2 separate regions of the Mus musculus genome follow, and region 1 is linked to region 2. A link is a contact called in public HiChIP or PLAC-seq data. All regions are on one chromosome and are shown on one strand. The core of a region is the stretch at or near the end of the contact, and the rest is flanking DNA. Distances in the headings are between cores, read along the strand shown. Region 1 has its middle 15 kb from the start of Stmnd1. Region 2 overlaps Atxn1 (ataxin 1).

The links. HiChIP or PLAC-seq counts read pairs in DNA pulled down with a chosen protein or histone mark.
Region 1: an H3K4me3 HiChIP or PLAC-seq map of bone marrow-derived macrophages shows a contact between it and region 2, with 7 times the contacts expected there. The contact joins two enhancer-like sites. A contact is called at or near these places in 3 of 15 datasets of contacts at CTCF or cohesin (large pre-B cells, pro-B cells and stem cell-derived epiblast-like cells), 6 of 484 Hi-C or Micro-C datasets (the P5424 cell line, Th1 cells, brown adipocytes and 3 more) and 2 of 115 datasets of contacts at active chromatin or transcription factors (astrocytes and bone marrow-derived macrophages).

The regions. Positions count from the first base shown.
Region 1 is chr13:46,255,121-46,261,849 of GRCm38.p6, forward strand. No RefSeq gene overlaps it. Among named protein-coding and RNA genes, the nearest start is that of Stmnd1, 15 kb to the right of the region's middle. Within about 2 kb of position 4,446, at least 5 of the 459 cell types and tissues checked have an H3K27ac peak or open chromatin away from gene starts, as enhancers often do. A contact at or near this core is called in bone marrow-derived macrophages, where this site is marked.
Region 2 is chr13:45,691,355-45,698,001 of GRCm38.p6, forward strand. Atxn1 (ataxin 1) reads right to left here. Exons shown (of 8, transcript NM_009124.6): 6 at 6,467-6,591. Among named protein-coding and RNA genes, the nearest start is that of Gm34582, 170 kb to the left of the region's middle. Within about 2 kb of position 2,372, at least 84 of the 459 cell types and tissues checked have an H3K27ac peak or open chromatin away from gene starts, as enhancers often do. A contact at or near this core is called in bone marrow-derived macrophages, where this site is marked.

The DNA of each region.
Region 1 (6,729 bases), core at 3,196-5,695, 570 kb after region 2:
CTCTGGTTCTCTGCAAAGAGCAGTATGGGCTCATAACAGCTCAGCAATTGCTCCAGCCCCTGTGGTGCCGGTGGAACAGTGTCACCAGACAAAAACTGGGAAGGTTGAGTGGATTTAGAAACCCCGGTAATTTCCGTGTCTGAGAATGGTAGGCATTTTATCTATTCCTGACCTGGTTCCTGTCCTGGGGCACATGGCCACGACACTCCTCATGGGGATCGTTTCAACTAGTGACACAGTACAAAGCAAAGAGTTCTCCATGTTAATGAAGTATCTAGAAAGGCCCTGGTGGGTCAATAAGCTTCTCTTTCCAGACCTTCCTTTCTGTAAAAGGTATTAAATCTCTGGTCTACCCTGAGTAACTCCTACATATCTATTTTCTACTACCTGTAAATAGTTTGGACAAGGACCATCTCTCCCATCAAGAACCGCCATGGGGGAGGAGAGAGGCTTCATCATACAGAGCCTCACCAAATAAGTCCCCTGCAGAAGGCCTCTAGCACTCCAGACACTCACCCTGAGCTAAGCTGGATTCCCCCAACACCCCATCCTCGCCCTACCACCCCAACCCCTGCCTGCTCATCACAATCCCAACTCTTCGAGGTTCCTATCAGCACCTGGGTGCCCGGGAACTAGGGATCCTCAGCCTGCGTAGTTTCTTACCCTGGCTGGGGCCCCCATCTTAGGCTCAGTTCTGCCATCCCTGCACCCTGATGGTGATAAGGATGGTATGTAGCCTAGCCCCACCCCTTTGTTTGCCCAAGCAGCGCTCATACACCCCAGCTGCAAGGCTGAACTCAGACCACAAGTCCCCGTGAAACAGTTCTTAGATTTAAACACTAAAAGTTGTATTTATCATTCTTATCCTGGACAGTTGTTCTCTACTTGTGTGTTTAAAGATATGTTTAGTGTTCTAAAATCCTGAAAGCGTCCTTCCAAGTTTTAAATTTTTACCTCTCGAGTCTAAATCCACAACCCATCTGTTATGATTCACTATGAAATGTTCCCCCAGTGGGTTCATGAGTGAACGCTCAGCTGGAGGTGCGATTTGAGGAATTTCTGAAAACCTTACGATGTTAGGCCTGGCTACAGAAGTAGGTCGCCAGACTCCTGCCCTTTGAGGTATGTTTGCCCTGACCTCTTCCTGTCTGCTTCCCTGTACTTCCTGTCAACAGTTAAACGAAGACATTCCAGTGCTCTGCTGCCCAAACCCATCAAGTCAAATGACCACAGACAAAAATCCTTTAAGACAGTGAGCCCAAATGGACCCTTCGACTTTTTGGTTGTGTATGACCGGCATTCAATCGCAGCTGTGGAAATCCAATATGACATCAATATTACTTCTGACTCTCATGTGCCATTTCCTTTTCAAACTTTAAGCTGGATTATACATCCTTTGGATTAACTGAATAATGTTTTTTAGTTACTGAGGGGACTCTAGAGTGTACTGTGAAAGTTCTCCTGACCCAAGTGACTCCATCTGAAAAGATCTTCCCTCCGTTTCTATACACTGCCCCCCCCCCCCCCCCAGCCACAAGGTCTGGTTCTTAGCTGGTCCTCCTGGGTTCTTAGTGCACTTGCTGTAGTGTCCCTGAGGTAATCTCATCTATTTCTGGGGCTTTTCACTGGTGATTCCTAAGACTGAGTCTTGACCTTACATCATCTCCCTCAACCCCTTACCTCCCCCACTCGAATGTCTCCTGACATCCAAAATGATCATGTTTGAAACTGAGCCCTCGGTCTTCTTCTGTTCATCATCCCCTCTTCCCCAGTTCAGTAAATGTCACCTCCTTCCACCACATCCCACGTCAGATGCTAAAGGGTCACCTTTGACGCCTCGCTCCTGCCTCACCTGCTTTGCTCACTGTGTGTCTGGGATCTGTTTTGTCCTCTCTTCTCTGTGAAGCATTTGTCACATGTCTCCTGATGATGAGACTGTCTCCCTGTCTCTTCGTTATTCCCGCTGCTTTGACCCCAGTTCCCTTCCAAACATTTTTCCCAAAAACAGAAGCCAGACTGACCTTGCAAAGATATGAATGGATCACTCAACATTTAATTTTCCAAATTAAAAAAAAAAGATCTCAAACTCTTAACATTATCTGGAGAGTGCCCTGTCATTAAAGGACATCATGTCTCTCTGGTTAATCCAGGTTTCCTTGGGGACAACCTAGAGCATTGCTCCTTCATCTGTCCCTCAGATATCAGTTTCTGACCATCCCTTCCTGTGCTAGACCATCTCACAGGCACTTAGACTCTTCCTCACGTCATCTGTGGGATTTGAGACTAGAGATTTGATCATTAATCTGTTGTCTTCATCCTCACCAGACTCTGGTACCTTGGAGCAGGGACTACTCTGTATCCTTACTGCTTACATTGTATCCTTACTGCTTACATTGTATCCTTACGGCTATCTCTGCAGGACACAGTACCTGAAGCCTATATTAGGAACTTAAGAAGCCTCTATTAAATGTAGCAGACTCATGGAGGAGCTAAAGGATAGTCAGAGCTCTTAGAAATAGGACTCCAAACGTCTGACTCCAGGCATGTTTCTTTGAGAAAGATGCTGGGAAGATCACCCTGTGGCTGGTCTCGAGTATATTGATAAACTTGCCTCTTAGGCATCTCCACCTGCTGCCCAGGCATTTCCCACTTTCTTCCAAAGAGTCCTCTATAAAAGGGAAACAAGAAAAGGGAGCAAATGCACCCAGCTCAGAAGTCTGCCGGGCTGTATTGGCTGCTTCCACTGATTATCACTGTTACTTTGAGAGGAGACATAATTAGTGCATTAGGACTTAATTGTAGCATAGACAGATGCACCAGATCACCCACCACCTAAGTTTACTCAGAGCTTTGGACACAGTAAAAGCAAGAGTAGCACTCAGTATCGGTGCGGTGATATCGCCCCCCAGTGGCTCTTGGTGACTTAATCACAGCAGCAGCATCCCAAAAGCCACTGTTAGTCCAGAAGGACTCCAGCTTCCACAGAGGGCTGGGAGAGAGTCCTCACCTTCACTTGTCTCAGAGTAAAGCTAGAAAGGGAGTCTCCCCCGCCCCAACCAGCACCCTTTTCTTAAAGGAGACCTGAAAACATTGTTGTCCCTTCTCTGGCACTGTCTCAATAAACAATTGGCATAGCTATTTGGTTTTGGAAAAGAATCCAACAGGAGCTGGTAGGTCCATGCTTAGATGTTCAGACAGGAAAAATTATGTATGAGATCACAGAACTAACTACTGCCAACTACGAGACTTCTGAAATCACGGGCAACCATTGCCACATGTCCTTAGGAAGTGTTGTTGTTCAAGTGGCTTCAGGCTTCTATGACAAGTCTCATTAAGGAGCCCAGGCTGCCTTAGAACTCATTATGTGCCCCAGGCTAGCTCAAACTGGCATCTATTCTCCTGCCTCAGCCTCCAAGAGCTGAGACTGCAGACATGAGCTAGATACCACACACAACTAACCTGTCAGTTACTTGGAAGAGTAGGTTTTTTTTGAGGGGGGAGGGGAAGGTGCTGTGGCATTGTTTTTGTTTGTTTGGGGAAATTGGTTTTTTAATCTTTGGAAACTTATCCAAAGATATTACCATGCTTTTTTTCTTTACTTCAATTATGTTTTCATTTCTCCCTTCCTGGTCTTGTGCTATGACTTTATGCCATTCAATGTATTTTCCAGTTATACATACATATATATATATATATATTTGGGGTGTGTGAAGTTATCCATCAGTGCATGATAACCTTTGGGGGTTTTAATCTTTTCCTTCATAAGTTTTACTTGGAGTAATTTCATTGCTATGTCTTCTAGGTCTCTCATATTTTCCTCAGTAGTATCTAATAGGTTGTTAATCCCATTGAATTCAGTTTGTTTTTTTTAAATCTCATACATGAAAGTTTCAGATTCAAAAGTTCATTTGGCCTTGGCCGTGGTAGAACATGCCTTTGATCCCAGCACTTGAGAGACAGAGGCTGGTGGGTCTCTGTGAATTTGAAGCCAGTCTGGTCTACACAGTGAGTTCCAGGACAGTCAGGACTATACAGAGAAACCCTGTCTTTAAAACAAACAAACAAAAAAGAAAAAGAAAAAAGAAAGAAAAAATAGAAAAGCCCATTCGGATCTTTTTGATATTTCTCATGTTCCTATTCATTCTCTCTGATTCTATGAGTCTATGAGTGTACGTGATATAATAATAAAACATGTGTCCTGGTGACATTTAACTGTCCATTTGACACACAGCCTAGAGTCACCTGAGAAGGAGGTCTTGATTTTGAAAATAACCAGATCTGATTGGCTTGTAGACATGTCTGGGGTCAACAAGACTGATTACTTATAATTGATTATTAATTGATAATAATAGTAGGAGGGCCCGGCCTACTTGGGAAGTGACATTCCTGGAGAGATGAAGCATGTGTCTTAGGACAAGCCAGCCATCAGTGTTTGTCCACGACTTCCCCTTTAAGATCTTGCTTGAGTTCCTGCCTGGACTTCTCTCAGTGATAGACTATGACAAGGAGGAAGTGCCAGAAAAATCCTTTCTAAATTGCTGTGGTTGTTCATCACAGCAACAGAAAGGAAACTAGAACAAACGCTAGTGTCTTGGTTTAGAATTCAAACATGCATACTATTCCTGGAAAAGGTCCCACTGGTCTCCTAGAATTATGGTTCCATCTTTTCCTGCTTCATTGCCTGGCAAGACGTCAGATAGATGTCAGATTTAATCAGTTTTTACTTTTGGGGTCACAGGGTTGTTTCAGGTCCAGAATTTCTGAACTGAGTTTTTGGTGTGCAATTTCATTGCTTGGGCTCGGTTTCAGGTCTTGCTTCTTTCTCTCTTATTTGGCACTAGGTGCATTTTGCATGCATGCATACGAGGCAATCATTCTGCAGCTATGCAGCATGCCAACGCTGGGCCTTCCTTTTACAGCATGTTAAGTAAGATCAAGCAGTAAAGAGGGAAAGGCTAACTTTTTCCCACTACTAAATCTGTCTTCCAGTCTGACTGGTGTGAATGGGTACCCACAACTCTATGCCCCCTCCTCTCTGCTTCTTTTTAGGAATTTCCCTCTCTGCTTTGGGTAACTCTCTCCTGCACTAATGTAAATGAGTCTTCACTACTCCAGCCTCTGCAACTCTCCACAACCCTTCCTCTGGCTAACCTGAGCTTCTGGCGCTCTTACAAATCCGAGCCATCCTTGTCCTGCCTGGCCTCTCTTCTCAGCTGAGTCCCTTGCCCATTCCTAGACTCCACTCAGGTGTATTCCCCATTCAGTCTTTATAGCTTGGAGACTTCCTCTGGGCAGACACTTGGGTAGAGGCTCACCCGGGTGGTGTCCATTTCACAGGGATTCCCTGTCCCACACTGTCTGGTGCCCCAGGTCCAAGGACTTGACAGCCAGGTTGCATATAATGTCATTTGTTTTTAAGGACAGAAAACACCTCTTCCATGACTCCACAAGGATGGGCGATTGAATTCTCTGGACCATGATGCACCAGGAGAAAAGGCTATGGGAAGTTATCATGGTATCTTGATATATGGTAATTGTACAGTTGGAGTAATTTTACTTTTAACCTTGCCTTTTCCTTGTCCTATTGGTCTGAAGGGCCAGGTGCAATAATTCATCTTTCACCTTAGAAGGGATATATCTGCATGCCCCACACCACTGAACTCCTAAGAATTTCACTGAGGAAGAATTTTGGTTAGATTTAGCTTCCATCCTCTGATACACATATGTTGTAGGAAATAAATATATATATATATATTTCCTATGCTCTGGCAGACAATGGCTGACCTGTTCTTATCTCATGGAGACTCTATGACTCGGAGCTCCAAAATCTCTCCACCCAGGTCACTAAGTTCCCACTGGCAGGTTGCTACCACACCAGCCACATGCTTTAAACCCCCCCCCACGGCCTTTTGTGGTGCACATCTGGCAAACCCACGCGTTGCCACCCTACCTTTCTCTCTGGAACCCAGTCAAACTGCTGCATGAAGAGAAATGCCACACAAACTTAGTTCAGAAACAATGGTAACTCAATCTCTGGGCACAACAACTAGAATCCTAATTTTGTAAGCCATATTAAATCTAAATCCTCCAGTGGCAAATCCTGGCGGTTCTACCATAGAAACTGGAAGACACTAGCAGCTCCATCTTGTCCTTATGCTATTCCCATCAAAAAGCCCCTCACTCTCTCCTGCTTACTCTCTTCCTCCATCCAACCCGGAAGTTCCACCTACGTGCCCAGTGATTGGCCCCTTATTCATTGGGGGAAGGTTCACAAGAAGTCGCCTGAGTAGGTGGCTCATTCCTCATTCCAGACAACCCCTCCTGGGAAAGCAGAATTAGCATCAAAATACAGGCATCACCAGGGCCATCCACAACAAGCATGTGTGTTACCAATGAGTCCAAAGTGGTTGCTACCTCCTGCTCATTTGGTCCAATCAGCATAATGTCATCAATATAGTGCACCAATGAGATATTTTGTGGAAGAGATAAGACTATCAAGATCCCTTCTAACTAAGTTATGGCACAGGGCAGGAGAGTTAATATATCCTTAAGGCAAACTATAAAGATATACTGCTGGCCTTGCCAACTGAAAGCAAATTGCTTCTGGCAGTCCTTATAGGCAGGTACTAAGAAGAAGGCATTTGCTAGATCAATAACTTCATACCAGGAACCAGGAGATGTGCTAATTTGCTCAAGTAAGGAAACTTATGTCTGCTACAGCAGCTGATT
Region 2 (6,647 bases), core at 1,122-3,621:
GTGCTTTGCTCTATGGAGTGAGTTTGACAGTGCTTACAAAGCCCCAGGAATGAAGAATGTATAGCATATAAAAAAAAATCACTCCTGTGCAAGCAACAAAGGTTCCAGAAGGGGGAAAAATATCAGAAATGAACAGAAACCAAAAATGATCTTAGCAAGAGGGTTTAAGATCAATAAAAAGGATGTGTCCCAGTGTTGGTGAAGACGACAGACATCCTGACTGAAGTAGTGGCATACCCTAGCTCTGGGACTCGTGCTGTGGGTCTGTTGGCCAATTCTGCCAGCATCACCAGCAAATACATTCAACTGCCAGGCACTCAAGAACAGAAGGGAGACAGTCTCAGGAACTTGTGTATATATGCTCGAGAAAGAAGTAGAATTTACAGGAAAACGTTGGTTAAGGGCCTAACGGGTATGCTCCAAAGATTTTGCCTCAGTTACCAAGGCAAATTCTCAAAAGCTGAACATGTTGGCACTTGCCCGGACTTCCGGAACTTGGCATGGAGATATGGGAGAATTAGGAGTTCAAGATCACCGTTAGCTGTATAACAGCTTGAGGCCAACCTGAGCTATGGGAGACCCAGTATCAACAGACAAGCAAACAACAACAGCAACAGCAACAACAGTAACAAAACCTCAAACGACTGTGAACGAAGATCATTACTTGTACGGCATCCTGTTTCTATTTCAATTTTGGCGAGGTCAATTGTTTCAGGAACATAAGCACAAGTAGATAAAAAAGACCTTGCAAAGAAAGACCAACTTGCTTCAAAATAGGCTTCAAAGAATGCAGTTTGCTGCCTCATCTAAAGGGGTTCTGTGCTTCTGCAAACCGCTCTCAGCGAATCATGTAATATATTCACCCAGATGAAAGAAGATAAATCAGATCTTTCTATCTAAGAGTCTTCTTAGCAATAATCTACTATACAGCAAAGCATTAGATCCCTGGTCCCACAAACTTCTAGTGACAAAAGTCTGGCTCTGAGATCTCAGGTAGCCTGACTCAAAAGCAGCTAATACAAGTTTTATCTTTCAGTGTTTCACACTTCTTGGGGCACACACAAGTATGGATTGACCTTATTCCCTTGCTAGGAAGTTTAAGGCAGAGGCTCCCAGAAATACGGCTCTGAGTAATTCTGCCCAGCACCCCTCTTGGCACACCTGAGTGCCTTGGCATCTCCAACTCCAGTGGAGCGCTTCTGAGATAAGCTCCCGAGCACAGTGAACAGAGATGGCTCAGTCCTGCACGCTGGACTGAGAACTTCTCCTGATTCATAACCTTCTTTTAACAAATAGTATTCTAAAGGTCAGTTAGAAATCGTCACGGTCGGTTAGGCGGCTCCACCCCTTCCTATCCCCACTCCCCCCTGCCCCCAACACAGATATGGCAGGAGTTCACAGACTCTTCTTTGCACAGCTCTTTCCTTCTGTGAGACTGCTGGGGGGTGGAGGGAGCTGAGGAGAGCGTCTGTGCCTGCAATGGCTGGACCTGGCCAAGCAACTCAGAGAGCAACAGTTAAGACTCCTCTCAGAGAGAATGGCCTATACTCGGGTCTCCAAGAGGTTCCTTCTCCGGGTAACATACAAGGGAAGCGGCCCGAAATGAATGAAGCTACCATAAGTGAGATTTGAAGGAGGTGAGGGGAGAGATTCAAATGAGCAAGACAGGAAATCCTTGTAGAATCCTGCATGGAAAAGGACAGAGCCTCCTCACCTGTGGTCCACAGGCCAACCTGCAATTTCAAACAAGGACTAAACATGTGGAGGGAACCCCCTGTACACACACACACACACACACACACACACACACACACACAGATGATAATAAAATGTCCTCTCTCAGACCCTCTTACCTATTTCAGAATGTTTGTATGATCTAGAAATTGGTATCGCAGATGCAAACCTAAAAACTCCGACCTGACAGACACATCAGGAAACCACTTGAGTGTTCTTAGAAGAATGTGCACGTGCGGTTTTCTTACTCCTAGACCAGAATTCACACCCCTTGTCTCTGTGCTGTTTGAACAGGCAGAGTGCTGTTTGGTTTTGCCTGCTTCTTCCTAGGTGCACTCTAAATGGTATTCTAAGCAGTTATTCTGATAAAGGGCTGGAAAAACACCCAAGCTTTAGGACACCTTCATTCCTGTCATCCTCAGAAGCAGGGAAGTATGATGTGGCCTTCCAAAACTGGCTTCTGGTAGCTTTCTCTCCTCCCAAACACCACAGAGCAGAAGCTGGGCCTCATCTGAAGTAACCCATCAATTCTTTCCTCTAAGTGGTATGCCTGAGGGGGAACGCTCCCCGTGACCTTGTGCTTAGCTAACTTCCCGTGTCATGCAGCACTTCCGGCCCAGCTCCGTGCCAGGAATAAAAGGGAACGCAGATGTCAATGAAATGACGGGGCTATACGAGATAAAAAGATCGCCATCTGTAGACAGTCATGTGTAGGCTGCTCATAGACAAGAAACCACAAACCACTCAGTTGGAAAAGAGGAGGAACGGCGTGGGGTGGAATTTTGCTTTTTAAGTACCCCAAAATCCCCCAGGCTCACTAATAGTTACACTATAATATGATGGCCTTAAATGCTTTCCCTACCCACAGCAATATCACACATATCACAGACATTTAGCATCTACTCCTACACTGCAGTGAGATCAGTGGATAAGACTGTGACTCTCCAACACTTACACAAAAAGTCAAACATGGCCATGAGACACATGTGACCTTAAAACGGTGGCAGGGCACGGAGACAGGAGGACCGCTTGGGCTTGCTAAGCTGTCAGCACCCACATTGTCTAGCTTCTATTAGCCTGTAATTCCTGCTGCGGGGAACCTGATACCCCCTTCTGGCCGCTGAGAGTACTCTCACTCATGTATGCACACATATGTACAATTAAAAATAAGGACATCTTAAAGGTTGTTAGATTTACTCACGTTTGCGTGTCGACAAATATATCTGGGCATACACACACCATGTCAACGTATAGGGAGATCAGAGGACAATTTGAAGGAGTTGGGTCTCTCCTTCGATCACGTGGGGGCTGAGGGCCTGAATATATATCGTTAGAATTGTTGTGAGCCCCTTTAGCTGCTAAGCCAGTGGCTCTCAACTTTACTAAGGTGGTTCCTCAGGTTGTGGTGACCTCCAGTCATAACATTATTTTCACTGATACTTCACAACTGTAATTTTGCTACTGTCATGAATCATAATGTAAATATCTGTGCTTTCTGATGGTCTTAGGCGACTCCCGTGAAAGGGTTGGTTGACCCCCCCCCAAGGGGGCCAGGACCCACAGGTTGAGAAGTGCTGTGCTAAGCCATCTTTACATCAGAAGGCTACACTCAGCGCATTAAGCCAAAAGCACCGGAAACCTAGGTTGTAGCAAACCATTGGTTTTTAAAGGAGTTAATGAGGAAAAAGGAGGAGCTGATCTGCTCCACGGCAGAGCAATGTCTCCGTGACACTCGACACAAAAGCTACAACTGCAGAGGTCATTCACTTCCATTTCTCTTGTTGTCCATCTTGAAATGTGTCACCGTGTGTGTGTGTGTGTGTGTGTGTGTGTGTGTGTGTGTGTGTGCTGAGACCCAGGTCACATGGCCACTTGCCACATCGACTACAAAATTCAGGTCTCCTGACTCCTCCTCCTTCAGCTTTCAGTGCCTTCCCCTTCCTGTGCAAGGCTTGAAGCCTCTCAGCTCTCTGAGAGCCAGGTGGAGACACACACACCTCTGTGGGTAAAGGCCAACTGTTAGGAAGAGTGTGACAGAAGGGAGCGGCTGCTAATGAGACAGGCCTGAGTAATCAGGCTGAGGCGTTGTCGGCAGGAGCTGATGAGGCTGGACCGCTTGGCCGAAGATGCTGTGATCACTGCTCACACCTGACAACACCCACACTCATACCCGTCTGCGTGCAAATACACATTCCTTGGCGATCCCTGTTTGTCACACCCTTCTGAGGCACCGGCCTCAAGGCTCTCAGGGCATGAGGACCAAGCTGAAAATAGAAACGGAGGGTTAGAAGGGTGGGGCAAGGTTCAAGCAATTCAAGCAGTGAAAAGAAAGTCCTCGAAGCATGCCTGAGGAGGTCACTGGAGTTTCACATTTTCTTCTTCTCTGCTCACTCTGTTTACAGAGAGATTCTTCAAGTGCCTTAGAGTTGACCGTGTGGTATCTCCAATTTTACTCTTCAGGACCTTAGAGAACTTTTATATCTGAGGTCTGATATAAGCCCTTAATTGCAACAGTGTAAAAGGCAAACCCACCATAACAGTCACAAAGCTGGCCTGGACCAAAGTAACTCCTCTCATTTAAACGGAAGTTAGGTCTGAGAGTGACTTTCTGTAAGACTCATGCTTCCCAGGAAAACAGCAACTTAGAAAACATCATGATGCCAGCAAGTGACCTGCCCAGCAGTGTTTGCGGTGAAACATCCTAAAACTTAAACCCAACAGGGCCCCAGAGTTGTCCGTGAGCGTGACGAAAACTTTTATGAGAAAATAACGTATACAATTCTCCCCCCATGCTGCAGCCCTAAACCAACATGTCCGTTGCTTATTGATTAGGAGGCGTACAGCAACCCACAGATTTATAAAATAACACTTTCTTTGGTGGTGATGGGGGTGGTGAACTGCCTGGGGTCATCGATATATTTGACCTTAACAGTATGACTAAGAATAAAGGACATGGCCATGGGTTCCAGGGCAAGTCACAAACTTATAGAATCCACGGGAGCACACCCACCAGTGAAAACATGCTAAAACAGCAGCGCCTTCCATCAGCTACAATGAGGGGCAGCAAAGTATTGCATTTAAATTCAAGTGTGTTCCATAGCTGCAGTTGCTCATGGAGGCCAGTAGAGGGCACTGAATCTCCTTGGGCTGTAGTCACATAGAGTAGTGTGTTACTCTGATGTGGGTGCTGGGAACTGAACTCTGGGCCTCTGGAAGAGTAGCATGTGCCCTCAACCTCTGAGCCGTCTCTCCGGTTCCAGGAAGTTTTAAACTGAACGAGTTAATTTTGGCAACACTATTAAACCACTACGAAATAGGGATAAATATTTTAATATATATCACAAGATGGTTTTGAGAATTCTTTTGACATTAATACCCTTTTTCTCTCGGATATTTGATGTATCTATCTCAATTTTATGAAATCTTTTAGGCAATCATAAAGAGTAAGTGATAAAAGACTGAAAAGTAACTGTGATTGAGTCACCAAGAAATTCAGTGGGTAAGGAAGGGCACAGGCTACCAAGCCTGACCACTTAAACTTCAGTGAATAAGAACCTAATAACAAGCTATTCTCTGACCCCGACATTCAACCTCTCCCCCAACACAGACAGGCAGTAAGTATGATTTTTAAAAAAGACCTAGAAAGTTCAACATTTATAATATATATGTTATAAAATGTCCAGTTACATGTATACCACACACCCAGATTCTAATTGAAGTTGGCTCTTTATGTTCTGAAAGGCGAAGATATTATTACTTTTTTCCCCCAGCAGTATCAACTGGCTATCCAGGACTTTCCTGTGGTTATATTCTTTCCTGGTCAACACTCTCCTAGATTTTGTGGTGTGTGTATGGGGTGTGTGTGGTGTGTGTGTGTGTGTGTGTGTGTGTGTGTGTGTGTGTGTGTGTGACAGTCACATTCAAACAGCAGATCTAGGCAAACCCATTTCAAATTTCACAGCAAATAAGCTCCTCGAAGCTCAGAGTGGGCCACTTTATCAACTACCAGACCCTGAAACTTGTCAAGTGTCTTCAGCTGACATGAAGCACGGTTTACTAATCCCAACATCGCAGACAATCACCCTGATAAAAGCCAGTAAATTAGCCAATTCTAAAACAGAGAAAAACCCTAAATAACCATTCTTCCATACAGGCCTGACATTTTAAAGGTTAAAAACAAGCAAACAAACAAAACCCAAAACCAAAACAACAGAAACAAAAACCAAATTAATCAACCAAGCAACAACAACAAAAACCCGAAACCAAATCAACAACAGCAACAGTAGCAAAAGAAAAAAAAAATAAGAAACCAACAACAAACATTCTGGTTAAGTGAAAGAAACCCAAGACATATAATAATATTAGTTACGCATGGAAATCCAGGCCTTTAATCCTCATCTCATTCATCATGCTAGAGGAATGTGGCCAATATTGCCCTATACATTTGATACCACCGACTATGCCAATTGCAAGAGCATAGAACCCTGTAATTCACTTTTGGTGTACAAGCAGACCATCAGCTCTGCTCCACAGCAGCTAGGGGAAAGGCAAGTGTGTAGTTAATAAAAACAAAACAAAACGAAACGAAACAAAACAAAACAAACGAGTGATCATCCAGGGCTCACACTGATAGCCCCTCACATTGGGCAACACCCAGGGCTCACACTAGCAGCCCCTCCCACTGGGCTCACCCATCTTTACAAGGCAAGTCCACAGACAGTTGTTCACTTACAGCATTCACTATGCTCTGCTCCCAGGAAGCCTCCCTGAGACTTCACCATGGAAACTTCCCTCAGCAGCTGGGATGCCCAGGTTCTGGTGGTGTCTTTCTTTCTTTCGCAGAGAGGTTAGAAATACCTGGCATGAGAACAACCCAGAAAAAAAGGATATGGTAAATGCATCCATCCAATCAC